Regions from separate parts of the Mus musculus genome. Here regions 1 and 2 are each linked to region 3. Evidence: chromatin contacts called from public Hi-C and Micro-C data. All regions are on one chromosome and are shown on one strand. The core of a region is the stretch at or near the end of the contact, and the rest is flanking DNA. Distances in the headings are between cores, read along the strand shown. Region 1 overlaps 4933417E11Rik (RIKEN cDNA 4933417E11 gene). Region 2 has its middle 18 kb from the start of Gm28818. Region 3 overlaps Gm4319 (predicted gene 4319).

Region 1 (3,062 bases), core at 67-2,566, 140 kb after region 3:
CACCCACATACACAAAATACATGCATGAATACATTTCTTTCCTTTTAAGGAAAGAGAAGTTTTAATTTCTTTTGTGAAGTTTGGTGACATTTTTCACCTTTAAAAATGTGTGTGTGTGTGTGTGTGTGTGTGTGTATGCCTATGCATATGCATGTATATGAGTGCATGTGCATGCACATGTGTGTGCATGTGTGTGGGAGCATGTGTGTGTATGTGTCAGTGTGTGTGTGTCAGTGTGTGTGTGTAGGACAGACATCAGTGTTGGGTGCCTTTCCTCAATTCACTTTTGGTTCTTGAGACAGAGCCTCCCACTGAGCCTGAAGGGTATCGGTTTGGCTAGGCTGGCTGACAAATGAATGTCCAGGCTCTGCCCGACTCTCTGCTCTCAGTGCTGGAGTTAGAGATGTGAACCACCACACCTGGCTTTTTCACGTGTGTGCTGGGCTCCAACCTGGGTCTTCACATTGCACAGCAGGTACTTTATCAACACGCCCATGTGGCAAGCAGTTTTGAGTTTTACACTGAGCTCTGTGGTGTGGTCCGACAGGAATTCCCTTGGTTTTACAGTTGCCCCACCCCCTCCACCTGCCCCAGCTAGTTCATTAAAGCACAAATGAAATCTAGAAATGTGCATGGATCAACTGAACTCTTGACCCAATATTTATTGAAAATGAATCAATTTTTCCTTTGCCAGCTGCTGGTCAACCTGTCTCACCAGGAGCTACTCACTGAAAGCAAGCCATGTCAGAAACCATTGTCAACACTATTCTATTCCTTTGCTGATCCTTGGTCTCAGCCCACTGGAGATATTGCCTTTAGTCTTGGGGACACCCCAGTCATGTGCTGTCACAGGAATGGCGGAAAGGCAGAGAGAACTAAGAGAGAATACAAAGAGAAATAACCAATCCCAAGTTGTGACCAAGTGTCTACTCATATGGTTCAATGCTTTGAGCTTAGGCGACATAAGGAAGGCGCACATTGGCTTTCCTTTTGTATTATTTTAGAAAAATCAAATAAACTCATCTCAGTGGCACTGAGAGTTCTTTCTGTGTGAAGGCAGAGGGGAAACCGTGTAGAGACTGTTGGGTGGGGCTTAGGATTTTGCTTATATCCGCCTACATCTGACCCACATATTTAGTAACATTTCTGAGTCAGAAGGTTAGGAAAGTTTTCATGCACTTAATTTTTATCTGCGTTTGGCTAAGTTTGTAAGTTGCCATGAGGAAATAAACAAACAAATGCAGCCCTCTCTCTTTTCCACCCTCAGACACCACTCCCTGCAGGACCAGCAAGCCAGGCCAATGACAGTGCCCCCTTTTCCTTGACTTCCTTCTTCTCTGCTGCCCACTCTGCTTGGCAGTCATGCTGACCGGGACCTCAGTGCCCTGTCATCATGGAAAAGAAGCCTAAGAAATGGCTCTGTGAGCACTGGATTCTTGTGCTTGGAACCCTGACTGCTTGTCCTGGGCCCCTGCCTGCAGGCTCAGGAGTCTGAGACCAACCCAGCCATGGCATCTGTTGGGAATTAAGGAGTATTGAAATGCAGGTTGACCACTGATGAGCTGGTGCACGCCTCTGACATTGTGCTTCTATTCTGGTAACTGGGTTTCTGCTTTGTCCTGTGACCCAGGTGGGTGATTGTCTCGTCACCTTGTACTTATGTCCCTGCCCCGAATTTTACCTTGACTGCTTTGCTTAATAAAAATGTCTATGGTCCTCGGAGAGGCAATTTGAAGACCCTGACTATATTACAGATGTCACTACTGAATATATCATCCATGGTTCATATCACCTAGTAAAGATATAGCCACCGAGTCTCACTTCAATGAATTGGAGCCACTCCTCGGGAAAGGGCCAGGGTGTGTAACAGCCACTGTTCTTGTGTGTCATACCTTTTCAGCCTCCCAGAGCAGCCTGCACATCTTTGAAGCTCACCCCAACATCTAAATTTTAAATAAAGAACATTGAACAAAGAAGGAACATACAACTGAGAAATACACTTTATGAAGAAGACACAAATCTTCAGTATTTTGCCAGATGTCTTCCTTGCCTTTCTTGGGGGCTGGATCTATGTTAAAAAAACCACCAAATCCTTTAAGCCTTTAAGCCAACCCCACATTCAGAAGTAAAATCGAAAGGAACTAGTTTTTTGTTTAGCAATGGTCTGCCTTTAGTATGGCACTTTTGTCACTTTTCCCTCCACGTATCATGCCAGGCTTTGTCTTATTTTCTCCTGTTTTCTTTCTACAAGAATAGATCCAACCGGATGGTCTCAAAAATGTACTCTCTCAGAGCATGGTATGGTGAATCCAATATTTATTTCCTGGGGTAGCAGGAGATTTATTCTGTTAGACAAATGCTATGGTAGCTGTGACATAAGTTTTGTCACTACCCATGTGGCATACTGCCATGACTCCTGTGTTATAATGTGTTTCAGAATCAGCACCTACAGACTGCAAGTGGGTGATCTGCCCGGCTCCGTGGACAGGTGTTTGTGCTGAAGTTGTTTGGTTTATTATTTAATACAAACCACACAGAATTCTCTTGGGAAAGTATTGTGGCCAGATACGCTTGGCTAACGCTGCCTTATAAATCATCATTTTGCAGACTCAGAATGAGCAGTGCCTCATTATTGACTCTAAGAAGATGAAGGACGATTAATTTAACTTTATATAACCCTCTGTTTCTCAAACCTGGTGAATGGTAGAATCCTTCCCTTACCTGTTCACATCCTGAAGAAGTAGCTTTTAGTAGCACATTCATAAGGAAAGGATGGTTTAGTTTAATGTCTCCAGCCTAACCATGGAGAAGCTATCAGTCTTGTTTTACAGATGACAAGGCAGACCCATCATACTGTCCTTGACCTAAGCCTTGACATTTCTGTGGCTCTGGTTGACACTGTGGCTGGCCTGTGGGAGACTCTAAGGCAGAAAACAAGGCCGAGCCATCCTTTGATTGACCGATGACACAAATGATCTGATAAAAATACCATCTTAAGGAACTTCATTTGGTCTAATTTCCTCTTTGCCATAGACCCAAGCTCCATCTTTTGCTTATTTTGT
Region 2 (3,295 bases), core at 100-2,599, 190 kb after region 3:
GTGTTGCTTACCGAATTGTTCCTCCTGGCTTGCTTTCTTAGACATCTCAGGACCATCAGCCCAGGGATGGCACCATTTACAATGGACTGGAACTTTCTTATACCAATCACCAGTCAAGAAAACGCCTCTCAGGATTGTTCACAGGCCACTCTTATGGAGCATTTTCTCAATTGCAGTTCCCTCTTCTCAAATGATTCTAGTATTGTATCGAGTTGACAAAAAACAAACCAGTGTAGAAAAGTAAGAAACTTTACAGGGTCCAGAAAGCTAACAGAAGTTACAGGGCTCAGGAGGCTTAGACAGCTACACGATTCACAAGGTTTGTCCCCAACTTTATATAATCCGTAAACAATCTAGGAAAGAGGGGACTGGGGAAGGGAAGGCTAGGGAATGGAGACTCTTTAGGGAAACTGCTTGCAAGTTGGACAAGGAGTGCCCATGATACAGCTCTAACATCATCTGAGAAAACTGAAACAGTCATTTTTATTGCTGTGTAGAACTTAAACAAACAAAATTGTGTTTGTGTGTTAAAACCGTTTACAAGGTGAATTCCAGGACAGTAAGGGATATACAGAGAAACCCTGTCTTGAAACAAACAAACAAACAAACAAACAAGAAATATAATAGATTGCATTTTAATATGAGGTGATTCTAGTTACAGGCAAGTGGGAGGTGATAGAACCCTTTCTTCCCTAGCTCGTGGCCGACGTCTGTCCATCTCAGAACACGGGGAGAGTTGAGAAGTTACAAGTAGTTTGCTATATGACTGAGTCCATGAGCCTGGAATTAGATATTATCTGAGGCTGTGTCCTAGCCCAATCAATGTGGGACTTGGGGAAGGGACAAATCCTAGCCTACAGAAGAAAAGGACAGGAATTTATTGACTCCTGATTGGGAGATTTTTAAGCCAGTTTGTTCCCAATCAGTACACCATTCAGTTTTGCCTTTTCTCTAAGACACCGTCCCTTTCTATAGAACTGTAAATTAGGAACTGCTTCATTTTCACTTGTCTCCTGAATTTATTCTCATCTTATTTCCAACAGGGAGAGACATCAATGCAAATGCTTTTCCCCAATCCTAAGGTTTTCAATATAAAAGATGGAACATAGCCACCAGTGATGACTACTTTCCTACTGCTACATATAATAGTTTTGTTATTTATACTAAAACCACAATGAACTTTCAGAGTGTTTTAACTAACTCAAGACTCAAGGGAAAAAGGAAAAAAAACCAAAACACTTTTCAATTTAAAGTGACAATTCCTTGTTTTCAGTCAGGATGTTTCCTCTAAGAGGTCACAAGGCTCTTACTCAGTGGTTGTGTGGGCAGCTTGGGTCATAGGGCAGGGTCCCTCCCACACCGGGAAAAGCAAGCCCATTATTTTTGGCTCTGTGTCTAAGAATATGGATCTTCATGAGCTCAACACAAGGAAAACACTTTTCATTTAATGGTAGCTATGGACACGGCCCTTGTCTCTCTGAAGACAGCTCTGCCTAGCCTGTTTTGAGCCTGATGTTTTTCTACGTAGCTAGCCTATGAAGGCTGAGATGGAGAGGTAATGGGTGAGTGATGGGTGATGTAGGTGGAAGGCAAAGACACCACACAAAACCAAATCTGGTTATCATGACGCTCTGAGAGTCCTGGGAAGCAGCTCCAGGTGTCGTTGGTGCAGAACCTGCGACAAGTGCATCTGACACCAGCACCATGTCAGTATCCTTTACAAAGAGTCAATACATATTTCTCTAACTTGCTTTGATTTATTCACAGGACACAGGACTTGATGTGCAACAAAGATAAAGATACAGGATTTGATGTGCAACAAAGAGACTCATTTCTGGATCAGCTCTTTTAAACCTGAACTGATCAAAATCCAGTCAATTCATTTTCTTTCTTAGTGCATTAGAAAAGAAAGAAAGGAAGGAATATCCACACTGTGGCCCTCACTTAAATCTGTCCTATTCATTTCTTACCTAGAACATCAAGCATGTGATCCAAAGTTTGTGAGGTTTGTCAGTTTACACCTACCTCTGGCATGAACACAGAAATGTATAGGGCTGGTGAGGTGGTTCAGTGGACAAAGGCACTTGCTATCAAGCCAAAGGGCTTGAATTAAACCCCAGGATCTACATGGTAGACAGAACTGACTCCCATAAGCTATCCTTTTGTCCCTGACACATATATCCCCCCCTCTCTTTCTCTCTCTCTCTTTCTCTCTCTCTCTCTCCCTCTCATACACACACACACACACACACACACACACACCATCTTGCCACTCTGCCCTTCCCCCTCTCTTTCTAGCTTTGTTTCTAAGCTTACTAAAACTTCCAGAGAATTCAGCAAGTCATTCATCCTCAGCTAACCCAGAGGGCATAGAATGATACCAAAAGGACTTGCAAGATAAAAATACACACACACACACACACACACACACACACACACACACACACACACCTGCTGGCCATCAGCTTAAGAAGCCATTATGAATGGCTTTGCTCCTCTCATAGTCCCTTCTATAGATGTCATAGACTCAGAGAAAATTCATAGGTGGCCAGGCTTGTGGTAAGCACTTCACCTACTAAGCTGTTTCAATGGTCCTTTACTGATTTTTGAAATGTTTAGTGTGTTTACACTTAAAGGGGCTTTACTTAAGGCTCTAAATCAATTTGGAATGTATTTATCAGGAGCCTCTTAAACACAACAATGTAATGTTCTCTTGGCTTATCCTGCATCTGGAATCCTTGCCCAGGATGCCTGTGTAGGCATCAGGTTTGGCCGAATGCTGAACATTTCACTTCTGCTGTCCATCTGATAAGGGAAGATTAGGAGCAGTTCTTGGTCTTTCCTTACATTGTCCAGAAGAGTCTGGAGATAGCCAGAGAGTCTTTTATCAAGACTGAACCTTATCAGCCACCCACGAATAACAGGACTGATCACTATCTGAATTCCTGAATTCTGTCTTCCAGAGAGAGAAGAGGGTAGAAGGAAGAGGGCTGGGAATAAGGAACTCCTAGGGACAGTGACTCTTATCGCGATGATCCTCTGTCGTAAGGATGGTGCCTGGTATACCACAGGACATCTTAGATATTTGTCAAATAGAGTAAAGAAAAGCCTTGGAGATGATTCAGTTGATAGAGTGCTTGCTACAAACTCGTGAGGATCAGAGTTTGAGCCACTACATCCCTGTAAAATGCCTGGTGGGGAGGTGCATTCATGCACAAATCCCTGTGCTAGAGAGGTGGAGATAAAAGCTTTCCCTGAGCTGCTGGCCAGCTGGCTTGCTGAGTTGGTGAGTTCC
Region 3 (3,036 bases), core at 421-2,920:
GACACTGCTTTCTTAATTACAGCACGTATTCATCATCAGAGGGGCAAGGTTCACTAGTGGCAGAAACAATTCCCAAAGCACTTGTAGCGCTATGATCTCTTCAGCCTCTCCGATAACCTGTGGAAGAAGGGATCAATGTCTGTAGCGAATATGTGGAGAAACTGAGGCATCACAGGCCAGCCAATGAGCCTGACCAAAGCCACAACATGGTAAAAACAGAGGGACAGAAATTGCAGTTGTCTTCTAAGATGGAAGCTCTTTCTCCTCTGTTTTATTGTAGTAGGTGGGGAATGAGGTGATCTTAGATGGTGACCAACACAAGAAGATGCAACAGTTTTGGCTCTGTCTTAGTCTAACTTAGAAGGTGATAGGGTCTAATGGCACAATGACTGATATAGCTTGACTCTGGTTAAACTTAAATTGTAGAGCTGTCCTACCTAGATTCCAGCTCTCGGTGAGCCACTTATATGTGATCATTTCATCTCTAATCTCAGCCTCAGTTTCCTCCTAGGCTGTGACGGGGTTGACAGGAGTCTTGCCTTATTGGGACAGTTGTGAAGATTCAGTGAGGTAGCATTTGCAAAATACTCAGAACCTGCCTGGTACATTGTAAGAGATCTGTAAGTTTGTTAAGTAAAAACTAAAACTAGTTTATTGATTCTGTTATTTTGTGGGTACATTGAATTCAGGAAAGGTAAAGTAGGGACTTCTGAAAAAAATGAATGAGAATAGTTTTGCAGTAAGACAGATATCATGGTGGAAGTCGTGTGGAGGGAAGAGCCCTAGACTGTGCTCTGCCTTCCCAGAAGGGAAGGAGTCAGAGATCATCAGCCTGTATCCAGACACTTCTTGTATACATCTCACCTCCAATTTTTAAATAAAAACCCTGTCTTTTCAGTTCTTTAAGTCAATAGTGTACGTATGAACGCTCCCTTTAACAAGATGAACAGCTTCAGTCAGCTCGCCCAACCCCAGGACCAGAAAGTCACCTTGGTTTTTCGCTCTGCTTATTTTAGTCAGAAACCAGCTCTGACCCAGGGTGTTGGAGGGAAGGGATTTGGGGAATCTGGGACAAGGTGGGGACTGATCAATTGCAAAAGCCAGACACTGTGGCCATAAAAAGGAGACAGGAGGGAGAAATGCCGCAAAGCGAGTCATCATGTTTCCACACCGGACGGTTACCTCATTGAGACAGAGAGGAACAAGATCTGCTGATAGGGTCATTCCTATCTGTCAGATGGCAGGAGGAAATGAATACGCCATTTGGAGGCTTCTTGGAGAAATGTTTCATTGTACTCTGCTCCTCACTGGACTGAAGTCTTTGTTCTGGTAAAAAAAAAAAAATAAAAAAAAAAATCACATAATCGAATCCTGGTCTTGTTTATCTGAGTTCAAGCTCCCCTGGTGAGCTCTTTCACAACTTTTCGGTTTTGCCACCACACTCCACATAAATGTACATTCTGTCCCAATGTCACTAATTAACTGAATTGAGAATCACAGGAAAAGTTACTAGACTAACGTGGCTTCTTCCTTGATAGCATGGATGTCTTAGGCCCTGGGCTAGAAGCCACATGAGCCCCAGGGCCCTTGGTCCTTTGGGTGAGTAGGAAGCTTCAAGCTCTCACGTGGCCACTGTAGAGAGCTGAGACTAAGGGTAAGAACTGACTTGACTCACACTACCCGTCTCAGATAGTTCCTCCTTTAGCCACTCTGGGGTCACTAAGAGTCCATAAGTGCCGGTAGAAAGGGCTTCTGGTCAACCCAAGCAGAAGTTCAATTTGATGGAATATTTAGAAATAGCTGAAACAACTAAAAAAAAAAATAACCAAATCCTATACTGGAAGGAGAAAATTGAGGCAATTCCAGAAGTCTACATCAAGAAGATCTGATATTTAGACTATTTGCTATACTCTATGTGGTCTAAACTCTGGACACAAGTGAATTCATCACCTTGGAATGGTGGTGTGAGATAGTTACCATTATTATCTCGAGGTAAAAGAGTTATCCTATTCAAATTCCCATGACACATGACGATTTGACCTCTGCTTAACTGTTACTATGGAAGCCAGTCATGAATATATTGTCAACCCGGGTGCTAGGCAACATTGCTTATGGTGAGGCTGACACCAGATTGTGAACTGTTTCTAGACTAGGAGCACAGAAATCTGTGTTAGAAAGCTACATTTTTTGGCTTTTTTTTTTTTAACACTTGGACCTGGCAATGCCCTTATTATGGGGGGTGGGGGTGGGGGAGGGGGAACGACGACCTGAAAGTTATGCTTATGCATTTGTTGCAAGGACTGCTACCAGGTCTTTGTGGAGAGTAGAAGGCACGAGGATTATTAAGCCGAAGAAATTCCTGGCTGGTATAAATTTTAACTCTTTAAACTTGAATCTGTGCTGACTATGGCAAGGACTCCTATGTGGCAGAATGTCTGATAGGCTTCCAAATAAACTAATAATGCCCGGAGTGGAGTCTGTTGCTGTCCTGCAAGTTTGAGTATTGATTTGAACCCAAGACAGCACTGATGAGTATTGGATATTGCTTTTAACTGAGACAGGGTGATGAAAACCTTCTGTAACTCATGGTCACACAGATGACAAATGATAGAGCTGTATTCAACCTTGGGCAGGTTGCCTCTTAAACGCTTCACCAGTTTCCACAGGGCACAGCTTTCTGGAGGAATTTGCCCTACTTATTTTAGCTCATGGGTCTCACAGCTCCATGTGCAAATTCCTGGGGCCTTAAAAACAATGAGTGTCACTGTTGCTGAGGTCAGACAGGACTTCAAGACAGATGACTAATGGACAGTAACCTCTCCATGCATTTCCTGTTTTGACGGCTGTTATTATTGAACATATATCACTAACAGGAGCCGCCAGGTGGTCAGATCTCATAAATTCCCCTGCCAGATGTTAAAGCCTTCGTTCATTCACTCTTCCTCTCCATCACCCATTTAACAGCATTTTGAGAAATCTGACAATGAAATGACTTGGCAGTATGTCATGTGATGTCAGGCAGCAAAGGCAGCCTTG

Evidence for each region. A called contact is a pair of places that touch in the nucleus more often than the background predicts.
Region 1: a contact with region 3 is called in a Hi-C map of peritoneal macrophages, with 5 times the contacts expected there. The contact joins two enhancer-like sites. A contact is called at or near these places in 4 of 484 Hi-C or Micro-C datasets (cortical neurons, embryonic stem cells, macrophages and 1 more) and 1 of 115 datasets of contacts at active chromatin or transcription factors (neural progenitor cells).
Region 2: a Micro-C map of macrophages shows a contact between it and region 3, with 3 times the contacts expected there. The contact joins two enhancer-like sites. A contact is called at or near these places in 10 of 484 Hi-C or Micro-C datasets (the HPC-7 cell line, MC3T3-E1-derived osteoblasts, brown adipocytes and 6 more) and 1 of 115 datasets of contacts at active chromatin or transcription factors (pancreatic cancer cells).

What each region holds. Positions count from the first base shown.
Region 1 is chr1:71,965,990-71,969,051 of GRCm38.p6, reverse strand. All of the region lies in intron 1 of 4933417E11Rik (RIKEN cDNA 4933417E11 gene), which reads left to right. Among named protein-coding and RNA genes, the nearest start is that of 4933417E11Rik, 38 kb to the left of the region's middle. Within about 2 kb of position 1,316, at least 15 of the 459 cell types and tissues checked have an H3K27ac peak or open chromatin away from gene starts, as enhancers often do. A contact at or near this core is called in peritoneal macrophages, where this site is marked.
Region 2 is chr1:71,915,230-71,918,524 of GRCm38.p6, reverse strand. No RefSeq gene overlaps it. Among named protein-coding and RNA genes, the nearest start is that of Gm28818, 18 kb to the right of the region's middle. Within about 2 kb of position 1,349, at least 26 of the 459 cell types and tissues checked have an H3K27ac peak or open chromatin away from gene starts, as enhancers often do. A contact at or near this core is called in macrophages, where this site is marked.
Region 3 is chr1:72,105,450-72,108,485 of GRCm38.p6, reverse strand. Gm4319 (predicted gene 4319) reads left to right here. Exons shown (of 3, transcript NR_166632.1): 3 at 1-1,369. Among named protein-coding and RNA genes, the nearest start is that of Gm4319, 17 kb to the left of the region's middle. Within about 2 kb of position 1,670, at least 38 of the 459 cell types and tissues checked have an H3K27ac peak or open chromatin away from gene starts, as enhancers often do. A contact at or near this core is called in macrophages and peritoneal macrophages, where this site is marked.